2 separate regions of the Mus musculus genome follow, and region 1 is linked to region 2. The links are chromatin contacts, called in public HiCAR-type maps. All regions are on one chromosome and are shown on one strand. Each heading gives the region's core, a stretch centred on a gene start, on an enhancer-like site or on the middle of the called end of the contact. The rest is flanking DNA. Distances are from core to core; before and after follow the strand shown. Region 1 overlaps Zfat (zinc finger and AT hook domain containing). Region 2 has its middle 410 kb from the start of 1700012I11Rik.

Region 1 (3,597 bases), core at 819-3,318, 530 kb after region 2:
GGCTATTCCCTTGCAGGAAGGCCATATTCCTCTTTTTAACCACACCACTCTTAATGATCCCGTCCCTCCATGTGCAAAGGTGCTATCCAGGGTCTGTCTGAGTAGATGGCTTTCCATGGCCTTGACCCAGACTTCAGAGTCAAACTTCAGATCACTGTACCCTTTCAAAGTCTCCTTGAATGATGTTACCACAACTCAGGAGACACTGAGACGACCGTGGCTTTGGGGCTTGATGGCATTCACGAGTACAGACTTTAGGGAGAAACAGGCTACCACATACATGCAGGAACACAGCTCCTGCAAAAAGACTCAGGGAATGCAAGATCAGCAAGGCCACTGTCTGAGAAAGTGAAGCCGTCCTAACTAGTTACACGACACAAAAGCTTTCGTTATCCCTAGGTGATGGCCTATATTACTTAGTTTATCTCTTTGTCTGCTTAGTGATTGAACCTAAAGTCTCATCCAGGCAAGGCAAGTACTCTACCACTGAGCACACCCAACCCTGCATGGGTTTCATCTTGATTATGGCGTTTTTCTTTTTAAAGAAAGTACTGATCAATAGCCATGGCTGTGGCCTTGGTTCAACACCCCCCAAGTCCCTGACTGTAGTTCCGAGGAATCATAACCAAGAATTCAGCCTTTCCCACTAAGGGCCGCAAGCTCAGTCTGACTCTTGCCAAGGAAGCAGCTAGCACACACCCAGCAGGGCTGACTCCCAGGACAGATACCCAACAGAGGCCAGATATGATAGACACATCATCTCCTAAGCTCCAGAATTGGAATCAGCATGGAACTTACATTAATCTGTTCACTAAGCCCTAATTCTTATGTCTAATTACGCTGCAAGAACCATATATTAAGAAATTTTATTAACCTTGTAACATGGAGCAGTCACAAGTACCTCCCACCAACTGAGGTTTCTAATTAAATCAAAACTTTTTCTAGTATGGTTTGGCTACCTGTGTTTCTCAATGTCTTTCCTCTGTGAAGCCCATATCAGAAAGTGTTATGAACGCTCTGTGCCTGAGCCTTGACCCTTAGGCTTCTGAGCTCTCCATAATCAGACACTTACCTTCAAATACATACCTGCTCTTTGTTATCCCACCTAGAAACAGGAACTGATCCTTATGGCCTTGTTGCGCCCAGAACCCACCTTCACAGCTCACAACCACAGGAATTCATACTGATTACATTTCAGGCTAAGCCCTATCAGTAAAAACCCTGAGGTAGCTTTGATGTTAAAAACATCAGGCCAGGTGCCAGCACAGCTATCCTTACAATCAGGCTCAAGGTGAGATGGAAGGCTAAAGAGGACAGAAACTTCCAGAACCAAACATTAACATCTTACTTCCTCCAGCAGTCTACCTCTCCCTGCTTATGACACATGCTCACGTATCCCACAGGGGTTTATGCAGAGCATGTTGAAGGGAGACAGTGCTTAGCCCTGGTGAGAAGAAAGACAGGCTAGGACCACGTGCACTTTCAGATTGTACATCCTGTGAAGTCTAGTGTTTTCCTGTTACCCGGGATCGGACAGTCTCTGCTGGCCTTGGCATGCCAGCTTCCAGCCTTGCACTTACAGGCCACTGGAGCTTGGGAACTCACCATCAGACGTGTGAAGGAGCTTATGACTTTTCAGTGTCCCTTTGGATTTGAATTTCTTGCCACACATGTCACAGAGGTGGGTCTTCTCAGTGCTGTGACGATTCATATGAGCTTTGAGGTTGCTCTTGCTACGAGTTGCATATTCACACAGAGAACACTTGAAGGGCTTCACACCTACCAACGAGAAATGGATAGCTGTACATTTACACGTGTCTGTGCAAACATGGGTGGGGATCCCAAAGAACAGTTCACACCATATAAAACATCCAACTGAACAGAGCAGTATACTTGCTTACTCCCAACGTGTCCGCACACCTCATGTCTGGCCGACCTCATCTTGTTCCGCCTTACAGAAATACCGCAGAAGTCAGGGTTCCCAAGCCTCGGCTTCAGGACAGTTCTAGCTGCCTATCAGCATTCTGTAATCCTACAGCTCCCTCCTGCCAAAATGCTCTTGCATACCACAGTGATTTGATCACCTCTGCTCTCCCTACAGTCTGGTAACTCCCTGAAGACAGACACCCTGCCCAACTTACAAAGCAGTCATTAAATCCAACTCAACTGAGTTAAACTAAATAAAATTATAGGCCACGTCATTCTTTGCAAAAATCAATAGGATCAGGCACTCAGGTCAAGTCTGGAAGAATATTCCCATTCATAACATAAACAGAAGCACAAAACACTGGACATTCTGCATGACTCACATGTAACTATTCCCAAGCTATTGTGCCTACTCCACTTGTATTGCTTTCCCCCACCCAGCCAGTGTGAGAACTGCTGTCGTGGTTCATCTCAAATGCATTTCTTGACCTCTTTGAACTGTTAGACTCTCTGAGCACCTGCCCACCGTGTGAATGAAGTTCCTCACGTGTGATCAACACCTATGACTATGGAGAGTCCCCAGACTTATCTTATGTTGCCCCTTCTTGTTAGTCTTCATGCTTATCTTTTGCATTTGCCTACTGCTGCTCTTTTTCCATGTTTTATTTTGGGAGTGAGCTGGGAGAAAGAATACTTACAGTGCAATTGCAGTGATTAGCTCCAAAGACTCGCGAATAATGTAATGTGGGTAAGTAGGCTTTTCTTTATCCTTTACAGTTCCATCATTATAAAGAAATTCATAGACAAGTGAAAAAGAGCAGGCCATGAACACTCCATCCTAAAACTGCAGCCTTTCGTTTCCTAAACCTTTCTCAGAATTCAGAAGGTTTTCAAATTGAGAGATTTCTTCCAGAAGTTCAATGTGGAATACTGACACCCGTGTCCTGTGAATGCATAGTGTTGGCTATACATTAAGCCTGGTATGGAATACTGACACCCCGTGTCCTTGAATGCATAGTGTTGGCTATACATTAAGCCTGGACATACACAGGGTCTTCTTCTGAGGAATGTAGGAGACCATCTCACTGATGCCTGCAGCAAATCTCAAGGCAGTTTATAATTGTGTTTCATGGAAAAGTGACCAGAAGATGGAATATTTGTCCCATCCTGCGTCACATACAAAGAAAGGAAAGACTGAACCACGCTCTCCCACTCCAGACCTCTGTCTGCCATGCAAGCATTATCCCCCAGGGGAACAGATTTATAATCCTCAGGCTGCCATCTCCCTGGATTTGCATCAGCGTCAGGTTCGTGGTCTGTCTCTGACCACTCCCAGACGACTCCCCTGAGCACCATCCTAAACCAATCTCCACACAAAGGCTTCTGCCTCCTTCTCTACTGAGAAAACTCCTAGCAATGACTTCCTTCAGTGCCCTCAGAAAATGACATATAGGTATTCATCTCGTCACCACTGTCAACTCCTCCTTTCTTGCCTCCACATGGGAGGTATCGCTTTCTCTTAGTGCGAGTCAGTAAAGATGTAAAGAACAGGGCTTTAGAATCATGTAGCATGGGTCCAAATCCCAGTTCCCACTACTTTTTGGCTGTACAACACGAGCATTTCATAGCGTTCTGTGCCTCGTGTTCCTCACTGGTAAAACTAACCTGGCT
Region 2 (3,490 bases), core at 275-2,774:
AAAATATAACATCATTTACATCTTCAATTTGTAGTGCTGTTGGATGCATCATTAAGTATAAATGGGCTGCAATAAGAACACATTAATTAGTATAAAAAAAGGAAAAAATTTCAAGTTCATTTCAGTTCTCAGAAAGAAAGGCATATATTTATATATTTATGCATAATTAGAAATCACTAGCTCATTTTTCTGTGATACATGCAACAAGAAGATACAGAGAAAGAACTAAGTAGGGTGATCGTTTCCATAAACCATGACTGCACTTCAGGCATGGGCTGCCCTTCTCCTGGTTATTATACTCATAAAGTACCTATAAAAATGACTTCATGTAGCTCCACATTTATTGTCTGTCATTGTCCCATGGATCAAGTTGGGTTTACAAGCCAGGAGATGATTTTCTTCCCATTTCAATTGCTATCCTTTTTTATGTCATCTGGATTCTAGTACTGATCAGTCTTTGGACACATTTAACAGCTGAGGTACAAGGACAAGTCTGTGACTGACCTGGCAAGTTGTAGAGGTCACACTGTAGCCTGAACATCACCTTGTGCCACTGTCACATCGAGTTTATAGTTCTGAATCTCTTGATTAACTAGGCTTCAGCTGAGAGAAGCCCAGACTTTATGGAAGGTTACCTATAGAGGACATTTTGCTTGCAATTGTTATTGATTAACCACCAATGGGTTTGTAAATCAGTCTCTTTGATAGTGGATGTGAAAAGTCTTAGGCACATAAAATGTGCCTATAGAATCCTTTAGGTATTAAAAACAAAACCCAATATCTAAGTTAAATTGTTTCAATTTCTAAACTTCCCTCTCTTTGAAGATTATGATCAGCTTCTTTTTTTGTATAGCAAGAGATTATGGGACAGGGATTTGGCTAAGTCAAGTTCTAAAGGAAGGGGATGGGGACGTTTGTTTGTTTGTTTTTGTTTTTTGAGACAGGGTTTCTCTGTATAGCCCTGGCTGTTCTGGAACTCACTTTGTAGACCAGTCTGGCCTCGAACTCAGAAATCTGCCTGCCTCTGCCTCCCGAGTGCTGGGATTAAAGGCATGTGCCACCATGCCCGGCTGAGGATGGGGACTTTTAAGAGACTCTTTTCCCAGGGCAAAAGTTTAAGGGCTGCAATACACTATTGCTCTGTATATCCTTCATGGCTACTGAAGGCTGCATACTTATGCTTCTCTGCTACAGGGTGCTCGACCTCCTCCTTCATCTATTCAAGGATGAGAAGACAGAGGCCAGGTTGTCGTGAGCTGTGGGAGATAGTGGCTGCCCATAGTAAAGAGAGGCACTGATACTTGGACCAAGTCCTAACATCCCTGTTCCAAATTGGGCATTGTCTTTTCCTATGCACAGGCTAAATTTTTTAAAAGGAAAAAGTACTTTAGATTGTGGAATGACAAGACATTGTAGTCTCAATTTTGGCCCTGATTGCCATCACTTGAGGTTTTGACTGGGACTATGGGACCCACTTCCAGTATGACTCATGGTCATGCTTGACAAATTGTTGGCAGGAAATGAGAGCTAGATGTTGGCAGGGAGCTTCAAATACTCTCTCCACGAGGCTTCTTGAGAGTCCTCACAGCAGGTCAGTAAGCATCTGAAAGATTATGTAATCCAGAACAGTACAAGGGAGAAGTCACTTTGACTTTGTGATCTGCCCTTTCAGTTGCTCTCTGTCATCTCCACACTGCTCCTTTTGTCATAGCTCTATTCAAGAGCATGTAGATACAATGGTGAGACTCACTGAAGAGACTGGTTGCCATTGCCAGGTTCAGATGATAATGGATCAGAAGGGAGCTACACATGTACAAAAGTTAGTTCTATAGCTCACAATGGGCTAGGGCTAAGAGATCAGGATTAAGGATAAAGATGATGGAGACCGGAATTTGTATGGCAGATTTTCATTTAAAACCCAGAACATTAACTAGGTGTATCCAACTCAGATATGCAGAGTAGAAATGCATCTCAAATAAGAAAAACCTGCAGAATAGAGTTTAAAAGTCAATTCTCTGGTCAGCAGATAGACAAAATGTGATCATAGTCAGACAATAACTGGCCTAACAGATGGAGTCAACTGAATTGAATTTTTAATCTAAATGGAAATAAAGGATAAAAGAATGAAAAGGCAATACAATCCTGGTTCCCAAATCCAACACTGCCAGCAGCAGTATCTTTGGGGTAAAATATGGCATGCAGATCAGCAAATCTGGTGATATGCACCCCAAGGAAGTTCACGAGCCCATGTCCTCTATAAGTGGAAAAGAAGAAAGGTGTAGAGTTTGAGAAAGATTTTGTGCAAAACAATGTGGTTCCTGCAAAGATGTTGTAATGTTTTTACCATGTTCAAGCTCAGGCAGCTGATTTGTGATTCTTTCCAAACATGGGTCAGTATTTCAGCATCTCACTCGGTTGGATCTTTACGTGAAGATTCACATGGGCTTTGTCTCCCAGCATTCATGCTGAGAAAGAAATCTCATTTTGCATTGCAGCATAATTTATTCCTCATTAGTCTAAGCTATGACTTGCTCACGATTACATTCAATTGCAGTGTTTACAGATTCATTTTCATAATATTTCCTCTGGGCTTATTATTTCCACTTGTAAAAATGAACTAAATATTCTAAGTCAGAGTAAGCTGAAATCATTTGCAAGGGGCCATAGCTCTGCGTCACACTTGGGAAAGAGCTTTGTTATAGCAGACAGATGATGCTCCATTTAAGAGAACTTGAGTTTCAGGCCCTTGTGAAGTCTCTTATTTTCATCAAGTTTTTTTTTCTTTTTCTGCCATGGTACTCTGTGGCATTTGCATGAATGACAGTGTTATGAGATTGCTTGCTTTATGGATGGATATGTTTAGGTCCTTTCAATGGCCTCTTGGCCAAGATGTTGGTGATTCTTGAGATAATCTTCACAGTAGCCAGGGGAAATCACCATGTAAATATTAACACAATGGAGGCTTTGAACTATACAATATTTTATTTACCCCTTTATTCTCCTATTGTGTTGATTTATCTGTGCACTGTCTTTAGTCACACACACATTCATTCAATCACATTCTTTAAGAACATGTTGCATGTTAGGTTTCTGGTTAGGATTTGAGTGTACAGTGATGCTACTTTCCAGTTCCTGAGCGTCAGAAAATTGCTACCTCTGTTTAGCATCTTGAAATTTCATTTACTGGAAACAAAAGACTAGTAGAATTTATATATTATATTAATATCATGTCTTCAAGATTTTCTTGACAGCCACTTTGGAGAAGCCATGTGGATTTCCTCTGTTATAGGACATGAAGGTATTCCTTATATTGATGGGTCAAACAGGACCAGGAAATTGCTTACAAACTTGGATCACAACCAACCCAAATAGTTTTAAATATTCTTTCTCAAGTTCTTTACCTTACTATAATCTTTTATTAATTGGATTTTCTTTTTACTGTACTATGTAATCTTTTATTAATAAGGATTCTTCCAGTCTCAAAGAACAA

What was found. HiCAR-type assays count read pairs that join an accessible place to other places.
Region 1: a contact with region 2 is called in a HiCAR-type map of fibro-adipogenic progenitors, with 4 times the contacts expected there. The contact joins two enhancer-like sites. A contact is called at or near these places in 1 of 15 datasets of contacts at CTCF or cohesin (pro-B cells), 1 of 484 Hi-C or Micro-C datasets (bone marrow-derived macrophages) and 1 of 115 datasets of contacts at active chromatin or transcription factors (fibro-adipogenic progenitors).

Annotation. Positions count from the first base shown.
Region 1 is chr15:68,164,148-68,167,744 of GRCm38.p6, forward strand. Zfat (zinc finger and AT hook domain containing) reads right to left here. Exons shown (of 16, transcript NM_001145888.1): 10 at 1,606-1,779. Among named protein-coding and RNA genes, the nearest start is that of Zfat, 93 kb to the right of the region's middle. Within about 2 kb of position 2,069, at least 79 of the 459 cell types and tissues checked have an H3K27ac peak or open chromatin away from gene starts, as enhancers often do. A contact at or near this core is called in fibro-adipogenic progenitors, where this site is marked.
Region 2 is chr15:67,634,842-67,638,331 of GRCm38.p6, forward strand. No RefSeq gene overlaps it. Among named protein-coding and RNA genes, the nearest start is that of 1700012I11Rik, 410 kb to the left of the region's middle. Within about 2 kb of position 1,525, at least 25 of the 459 cell types and tissues checked have an H3K27ac peak or open chromatin away from gene starts, as enhancers often do. A contact at or near this core is called in fibro-adipogenic progenitors, where this site is marked.